3 separate regions of the Hordeum vulgare genome follow, and regions 1 and 3 are each linked to region 2. Evidence: chromatin contacts called from public Hi-C data. All regions are on one chromosome and are shown on one strand. Each heading gives the region's core, a stretch centred on a gene start, on an enhancer-like site or on the middle of the called end of the contact. The rest is flanking DNA. Distances are from core to core; before and after follow the strand shown.

Region 1 (2,987 bases), core at 248-2,747, 320 kb after region 2:
GCCGCGCAGCCGGTCGGCGCGGCCGACGTACGCCTCCGGCAGCGCCGCCACCAGCGCGCGGTACCCGGCGCCGGCGCGCGCCACCTCGAACTCGGCCCGGAAGCTCGGCTCCACCACCACCCTCACCGCCTTGCCGCTCCTCGTCTGCAGCACCACGTCCACGTAGCTGTGCTCGCCTGAAGGAAGAAAAACGTCAGCTTCGGTCGACGCCGAACTTCGCGGGCGGTTCGGTTTGGCATGATGAGTCGTTCTGTCGTGCAGGTGCAGGTCTCGGCAGCCATTAAACGTGGTGTAATACGAACACTAACATCTGCACGACGGGTTCGTGTCACGGGCGGTCAGGAAATAATGGAGACGGTGACCGGTGCCTGCCTGACATTTACTTGGAACCGTCTGTTTCTTTAGGCGTAGGATGGATGACCAGACCAGGTCCATGTGATGTGAGGCGGGTGACATTATAGAATTGACAAGTTACTAAAGCTCATCTTTCCTACCCAGTTTTTAACGGAAAAAAATTCTACTATGGTTAGTAAGCGAATATGGTTCTGTGATTAAATTAAACCCTATATAAACGGCAGAACAAAACGAAGAATGCTTCGTCAGAAGGATCAAAACACGGATCCCTCCGATCGGCACGGCGGGTCAGACGACCTAAGGCCACACCACACGGTTCAGGCCAACCGTGCATGCGCTTTTCTGCTGGAACTGACAGCTCTTTCATTAAACTAATTATTATTACGCCGTCTGAACTGAAGATTAGTACTGTACTCCAGGAGGAGCCAACTACTGTGGCTCGAAAGCAACCAATTACCTGAGGGGATATCCAGGGACCGCGCCCACTTGGACCTGCAGATGGCGCCGTTGTACCCGGCGTCGCGGAGCCGCTCGACGGCGTGCCGCAGCATGCAGCTCCGGCAGTCGCCGGCCGCCGCCCGCCTCGCGCAGGAGCAGACGGCCCTCTTCCCCACGGCCTCCTCCGTGACCGCCCGGATCCTGCCCTCGGCCGCGCTGGTCTTGCCCAAAGCCTCCTGCAAGCAAACATGGCGTCCCTCCCATCAGCACCCGCTTGCGATCGAACTCTTGGGCTCTTGGCTGGTCGGCGACGAACAGGGACACTCGGGCAGAAGAAGTGGATACCCAACGGAGGAGAAGAACTCACGTGAAGCTGGGAGTGCTGGGCGCGCCAGAATGCCTTGCTCTCGGCGGATCCCTCCTCGTCCTCCTCCTCGTCGTCGTTCTCCGGCCATCTCTCCGTCTCTCCCTCCTCCAGGAAGCTCAGCACCATGTTCGACAGGCTCATGTCGCCATCCATCGCCTCTTCCACAACCATTGTGACTTTGTGAGTGTGTGTCCGTGTGTGTGTTTTGGACTTGTGATCTCTTGGCTCTGGCTGCTTGATCGCCGCGAGCTGGGGGTGTGATGTGATCCTTTCTCTGTGTGCTGCTCAGGGCTCAGCTGCTGGCTCGACGGAGCTGTGATCCGACTCCTTCCAGCCCGGGGCGGCTATAAATATGGGTCGCCGGGAGTGTCGGGCGGACGTGGAGAATGGGCAGCGGTGAAGCTGGGTGGTGGTACTGTTGGGGTGGGGCCCCTGATGAAGATGAGACGATTGGAGGCTGGATTAGTGGGGCCTGGTTGTTGGTTGGCGCACGGGAACAGCACGGATCCACGTCAGGGACCAGCCCGGATTCTTTGCGCGCGACGTCGAGCCGTTTCGTCCGTAATGCTTGGCAATGGCAAGTATTTTCGGGATACCACGCTTGCCAATGGTTTTCATGGTTTGCTCATGATACAATGAGAAGGTATAGATACCGCGGTCACCATGCATTTCAAGAAAAGAAAATGGCAAACGCCGCCGTCAAGAGAATCAACTTTCCGACGCCATTTACCGGTGGCTCTCCTCCGTCGGCGACGTTTTGGTCATCGGTCGTGAGGAAAGTCGCCGGATCTTTTTTGCTTTAGGTTTTAGGACCCTAATAGCTTACTTTTTTGGGTCGTACGATGTCATGGCTTTGGCGGCAATGACAATGACGATGCTGAATAAAGAAGCTCCGAATTCTTCTTCGACGAGGCGATCGTCTGTGTGATCGCCGACGGATTTACGAATCGGTCTGTTCAAGCGGGGATATCGTGGCGACGACGACATCCTTATGGTGGACCTGTGTCCTCGAGCTCCGTCGTTTCGACGGCGTCTGCTCCAGCGTCAACGCAGAGGTTGGAAGGTAGTCCAAGAGTGATTCAGAATTTTGTGTGCATTGACAATATCTGAAAGAATGAACATGTGATAGGTTCGTGGTTAATGGATGGAGGTGTTCAAGAGGCATGGCCTGGGTAATGGGTTATGCCCTTTGTGTAATGTCATGGAAAAAGGGTCACACATCCTCTTCTCCTGCACTCCGGCTAGATTGCTTTGGACGTTTATTCGTGAGGCCCTTGAGCCTCAGTGCATGGCATATGATTTGGTTGACTTCTTGCAGGTCAAAGCGATGCAGATTGGCAGTCATAAACGTCTCTTCTGACTGATTTTTGCTGCTCTGACATTGACTCGTTGGACCACGCAAAATAGGATGGTGATTGAGAAGATCTTCTTACGTCGTGCTTCTGGCGCTTTCTTTAAATTTCTTGTGTTCCTGCAATACTAACACATGTTGGCTAGGTCGAGGGATCAGTCGCGCCTTGACCGGATGTTGGATGCTCTTCAGGCTATGGCATGTCGCCTTGCCTATCCGGCCTCCCATGGATGACTTGATCACTTGGTGGCTTTTTTATGACTTATTTTCTGGTTTTCTGGATGTGTTTGTGTTGTGGCACCGGCAGACCGTGGCATTTGTTGTAGTACTCCTGATTGTAAACTTGATGCGTTATTTATAAAAGCGAAGCAAAAGCCTATTTCGAAAGGGAGAAAACGATGCGCAAACGCCGTCATTGTTGGATCCAACTATCTAATGTCAGATCGTGAGTTCTCATTCCGAAGATCAAGCCCAAAC
Region 2 (2,700 bases), core at 191-2,690:
CCGCGGCGTCTCTCTGTCTACGACGGGCCCGCGGTGATCGGCTACGTTGGCGAGGTGCAGTGGCCTGCGCAGGCAGGGCCGTCGCGCGGCCACGACGCAGGAGGACATATTTCCACGACCGCTGGCGTCCACCCCTGGAGCCGTCGTCGTCGTCCTGGTCCCTCCCTTGGCCTCCCCACGGCATGCCACGACAACCCAAGTCCGCGACAGGGACACGCTGCAGGCGCGGTTGCCGCTCGGGCCTCTGGCCATCCTCCACCCCCATCATCCAGGAGGCAGAGGCCACCGCCGGGAACGGCTTGCCGTCGTCGTCCGAGTCTGATGACGGGATCCCGCTCTGGCCGGAGTGGGAGGAGCGGGGTGATGGCGGCGTCTAGTCCTCCACTCGGTCCACGTGGATAAGCATCTCGTAGTCAGCGGTGGCCGGTGGCGGTGCGACCCTCCTGTCGGGCGGGGAGAAGCCTTCCATCTCCTCGATGCGCCCCGCGCCTCGCGGCAGCACCCCGAGCGTGTGCTTGGTGGGGATGTTCGCGAAATCTTTCGTCCACACCCAGCAGGCAAAGGTCTTGGTGTGGCCGCGCTCGAGAGTCCTGCTGTCGAGGCGGTCCACCCTCACCCTCTTCCCGAGGATCTCATCCGCCCCGTCGACCGACCAAAACTGCATCGGGACCTTCTCGATGACGACGCGGACGTGGAGCAGGAGGGCGTCGAAAGAAGCATGGTCATGCTCATGCTAGGAAGCAATGTTGAAGACGGCGCCGTCGACCCTCATGGACCCACGCCGCACGGCATTGACTTGATGCGTCGGCTGGGTGAAGATGACGAAGAAGTGCTCCGGGTGGTGCGTCGTGACTCGGAGCGAGTGCACCGGGACGGAGAGCTGCGCCTCTAAGGCTCTCCCCACCACCACGGGTGACGAGGCATTGACCCCGTCGGTGGCAGAGAGAGTGACGGCGTGGCTTCGAAGAAAAAATACCGCCTGGTCCACCGCCGAGGAGGGGATGGTCACCGAGCAGCTCTCCGTGGGGCGACGCACGGGATCGACGTGCTGGAGCATGGCATGTGCCATCGAGGCCGTGGCGAGGGCAGGTGGTGGAGGGAAGCGGATATGGGCGTGTAGCGGCTGCTCTGGTGGTGCCGGCCCCAACCTGCTTCTAGCCGAGCCAATCCTATCGCTAACTCGAGAATTCTGCGGGCAGAGCCTGCCTATGTGCCCAGCCCGCCGGCAGATGATGGAGTGCACCGGATCTCTATAGTCGGCTAGACAGCGGCGTGTGCTCAAGCAGCGAAAACAGCGGCCACGGAAATGGGTTAAGAAGAGCGCGCGCCGCCTGTCTGCATTTAAACCTCCGTCGCGGGCAGGCCGGTGCGCTCCCGGGTGCAGGTGAGAGACCGGGGGGGGGGGGGGGGGGGGGGGGGCAGCAGTAGCGCAGCGTTGTTTCTGGTGACTCCCTCGGTCCAGCCTCTGTCTAGCCCGAAAGGGCAAGCCGGGACTCCGGGGATGGGGATGGGGCGACGACGATTGATCTCAGACGAGGCGGCAGAGGCAACGCGGGATCCACTGGCCTGATGGACGGAGCGTCCGACGTTGACGCGCGCCTCGGGGAGCGCGGGGTCTGCGCCGGGACCGCGGGGCTATCTGGTGTCAGCCCTGGAGTCTCGGACGAACTGGTGGACAACAGCATCGGTCTCGACGCCCCCGAGCCGGAGCATCCCCCTAAGCAGGTTTCGCGGCGAGGGTGCCGGATCTAGAGATGGTCGCGGCGAGGGCTCCCGTGACGGACCGACAGGCTAAAGGCCGCGCGTGCAGTTGAAGCGAAGACCCGGCGCGGGACTGGTGGATCTAGCCGGTGACCGGCGGGCCATTAAAGCCGGTGGGTGGCCGCCGCGGCCGGAGTGGCCCGCGGCGCGAGGGAGGGAGGAGCTAGCTAGCTATCCGCGTGAGAGGAGACTGTGGAGGGGGATGAAGGGGGCGCACGCGGAGTGTCATGCGTTCATGCACCGGCACCAAGACACCAACTCGTTCTACATTTTCGTATAGAGGGAGTAGTTGATAGTCTGTTAATTCCCAGAGTATCAAAAGATGTTTTACATTTTGGTATAGAGGGAGTAGTTGATAATCTACTAATTCCCATAATCGAGACTCGAGAACTAGAATTAGGCTTCGATTTCGTGCACGAGAGAACTTCTGCTGAACCACAGCTGACGACCTGACGTCTTTTAGGTGACGCTATCTACTGTTCAATATCTTGCCCACGTGCATGGCCGAGGGCCGAGAGCGATCTCTCGACCGTGTCAACGGCTGACCATTCGTTGATTAATTTAGATTGTCAGAAACACCACGGTGGTAACTGGTAAAGCCATATGCCGACATCAATTAACAAAGTTCGGCTGTTTTGGATTTTCTTGACTTGGACTTTTGACCTGTTGTCACCACAGGCGAATTCGCTAAGCGACCTATGCCTGTCGTTTATCATCACACGTGAGTACTTCCTCTGTTAAACTTTTGGGTAATGCTATGCGCCGACGCGATCGTTCGGCCGGCCACGTCCGGGCCGTCTGATCCGTCAACTGTATACGAGCTGTGCCGTCAGATCTTCATGCATCAATTTTTTCTCCATGCAACAAATATCATTCACGATTCAGCAATTTTGTCAATGGTTGTAATAAAAAAATTGTAGCAAAAAAATATCTACGTGA
Region 3 (3,031 bases), core at 366-2,865, 300 kb after region 2:
CCCTAAGTTCAAGGATCAATATCGTGAACTTCAAAGGAAGAGAGGCAAGAAGACGCCCAACTTCGTCGGAGGTGGAGATGGCGAGGCATTGAAGAGGCCGAGGGGCAAGACCAACTCCAAGGTGGACGACATATGTGATGCCGCATCCATGGCCTTGCATGAGACTTTGCATGGCATGATGTCTCAAAAGGACATGAGGGACGAGAAGAAGCGGCAAAGCAAGGACAAGCAAATGAAGCAATACCTGGAGCTTCAAAGGAAGAAGCTAGAGATGGAGGAGGCGGCCGAGAAGAGGAAGAACGACCTGGAGGAGGTGGCCCAGCAAAGGCAGCTCGACATCGAGGCCGCCAATGTCGAGGCCAGGAAGAGGCGGCTCGACATCGAGGCCACCAATGCCGCAACCAAAGCGAAGGAGGTGGCCCTTGCGATCATGAGCGTGGACTTGACGAAGATGAGCGAGAATACGGAGAGCTGGTTCGAGGCCAGGCAGAAGGAGATGTTCGACGCCGACGGCTTAAACTAGGTCGTCCGATCGGACGTGGCCGTTCTTTTTTGGAGGCTTGCATGGGTGCCGCCCGCTGGGCCGCTCGCTGTGTGCCGGCGAGAAACAGATTCATTTTGGAGGCTGGATGTGTTGCCGCCCGCTGGCTGTGTTGCCGGCGAACAAAACAATTCATTTTGAAGGCTGGCTGTGTTGCCGGCCGCTGGCTTTGTTGCCGGCAAGGACGTGTAGGCCGCTGACTGTGTTGCCGGCGTGATGAACTAGGCCGCTGGTATTTGAAGCGTTGTTCTTTTGAAGGCGGACAAGATAGGGCAAACGGACGCGGCCTCGCGCTGGGCGCGCGGCAAGCACATCCTAGGACAGGGCCGGACACGACCTCATCTTTCCACCCAAACGGATAGAATCCGAACAAAACGGACGTCAATTTAAGGTCGCGCGGTGAAGTTGGCGTTAGGCCCGGCACTATAGCATCTTTGTTGCGCTTGACAACAGAGGAAGATAACATAAGCACGGGCAATAAAGTGCAGCAGCGAAGCCAAGGTCACGATCAAATCTAGCGTGGCATTAGATAGAGATACGCTTGCATGGTTCTTTCTTTTTCGCGGTAGACCTGTGGTTTTCCGCGAGTTGCACTCGCACCCGATCCTTGGCCGTAGTGGCGCAGGAAGAGTTTGTAAGCCAAGAAAGTTTATGGTCGACACGTAAAAACGCAACAATCCACCGACATTTATATACAGCATATAATAACAAAACATACTCGAGACGAAACACCCCACGAACTGGCCGGGTCGTAGACGAATAGTACTATTCCGTAGAACCCTCCCTACACGGGATCCACGTGGACGCGGGAGTCCCGCGAAGGAAAGAATCTCAATCTCCGGAATACAATAACCTCGCGCGTCAAATCTCACCAGAAACAAACAGCTTTGGATTAAATATTATACTACTACGTATTAGACAGATCCCAAAGTCGTCTCTCATGATTGACCCGTAAACAAAGAAAGAAGGAAAAAAGAAAGAAGGAAAGAAAGAAAAGAATTGTATTTCGGGGAGCCAGTCCCACACCGCCCCAGAGCCGCCCGGCACGTAGCGCCCTGCCCTATTTATTTTACAGCGCATGAAGGGCAGAGCAGAGAGGATTCTTCCGCCTTTCTTTCCTCAGGTTCGTTCCTTCACGCGCCGCCCGGCAGGAAAAGAGGAGAAAGGAGGAGGAGGAGGGGAGGCCCCCGCACAGCTGCCGGATTCGTTCGGTGAGCGATCGCAACGTCCCCGTGCCCCCGTCGCAACATTCTCTTCCCCCTCCCGGCAAATTCCGACGCTCCACCCACGTCCAGCACCGGCCGGGAGGATTCGTTCGGTGGCGCCTTTTCCCGGCCCCGATTCCCTCCTCCCCCCCTCCCCGCCTTAATTAACCACCACGCACAGCTTTCATCCATCGCACGTCTTCCCTCCCTGCATCCACGTTCTTGGGCCGGCCGGCCGCCTACTCCCCGGCGCAGGCGGGCGGGGCAGATAGATAGATTCGGGTGTTCTTCCTTCCCGCCGGGTAAGCGGCCGTGACTCTTCCTCTTGGTTTCCGATTGGGAGGGGCAAGGGCAGCTCCTTTTGGATTTGGATACCGGTTGCGTCGCGCTGCGTGGCGTCAGGGGACGGACGAACCGGCGCCGAATTCCGAGGTTTCCCGATTGCTTCTTCCTGCCTCCCCCACCCCTTTTCCCGCATGTGATGTGATTGTTCTCGCACGCCTCTGTTTTTCCTGCCTGCACGGTTCCTCGTTCCAATTTGATCCCTCCTTCTTCTCCTCTCATTTTTCTTCTTCTTCTTCTTGCGTTCGGAAACCGCGGTTGCTTTGACCAATCGTGGCTTTCAAAAGGCCGCGTGTATCGATCTCACGAGTGTTTGCTTTTGAATCGATTCAGGGGCGCGTGAATTCGGAGCAATCCAGGGATGCCATAAGGAGAACCGGGGGAGCAAATGTGGCGTCTCTTCAACGAGCTGTGGGACGTTTTAGGATCCGGGTTTTTCTCGTCGAGGTTCCTATAAGACCAAAGTCATCATCTTTAACTCGCCTCTCCCGTCGCATCGAATCCATCGCATAGGGGAATCTGGTCGACATGGACGACGAGGATTACTCGTGGGTGCGGCGGACGAGGTTCTCCCACTCGGTCGTCCGCTCCAACTCCGGCAGGGAGCAGTTCGGCGCCTTCGTCGAGCAGTTCAACCGCGGCGCCGCGCTCAAGCAGAACAAGGGCTCCGACTCGGGCTTCAAGCTCCACGGCATGAACTTCGAGCCCCGGGCCAGAGCCTCCGCCGCCGCCAACGCGACGGCGACTCCTCCCTCCATTCCGAGGACAAGGTCGCTGAGTGCCCAACCCAAGACGGAGCTCAGCAGCATGCAGACGCATCACGAGAAGCCCACCGATGATGGTCACCCGTCGCGGCCACCACTGGCCAACAACTCCTCGAACGGAATGAGGGGCGGCACCAACCTCTTCGTCGACGTCTGCTGCGAGCCCGAGGTTCAGGACC

Evidence for each region. A called contact is a pair of places that touch in the nucleus more often than the background predicts.
Region 1: a contact with region 2 is called in a Hi-C map of seedling, with 2.3 times the contacts expected there. The contact joins the promoter of LOC123440244 here to the enhancer-like site in region 2. A contact is called at or near these places in 2 of 6 Hi-C or Micro-C datasets (leaf and seedling) and 1 of 1 datasets of contacts at active chromatin or transcription factors (embryo).
Region 3: a contact with region 2 is called in a Hi-C map of leaf, with 5 times the contacts expected there. The contact joins the promoter of LOC123444395 here to the enhancer-like site in region 2. A contact is called at or near these places in 1 of 6 Hi-C or Micro-C datasets (leaf) and 1 of 1 datasets of contacts at active chromatin or transcription factors (embryo).

Annotation. Positions count from the first base shown.
Region 1 is chr3H:483,702,640-483,705,626 of MorexV3_pseudomolecules_assembly, reverse strand. It overlaps LOC123440244, which reads right to left and starts at 1,497. Exons shown (of 3, transcript XM_045116824.1): 1 at 1,160-1,497; 2 at 812-1,028; 3 at 1-176. The coding sequence starts at 1,330.
Region 2 is chr3H:484,019,876-484,022,575 of MorexV3_pseudomolecules_assembly, reverse strand. No RefSeq gene overlaps it. Among protein-coding and RNA genes, the nearest start is that of LOC123440245, 220 kb to the left of the region's middle. Within about 2 kb of position 1,440, at least 2 of the 3 cell types and tissues checked have open chromatin away from gene starts, as enhancers often do. A contact at or near this core is called in leaf and seedling, where this site is marked.
Region 3 is chr3H:483,724,690-483,727,720 of MorexV3_pseudomolecules_assembly, reverse strand. It overlaps LOC123444395 (probable LIM domain-containing serine/threonine-protein kinase DDB_G0286997), which reads left to right and starts at 1,615. Exons shown (of 4, transcript XM_045121094.1): 1 at 1,615-1,752; 2 at 2,422-3,031. The coding sequence starts at 2,617.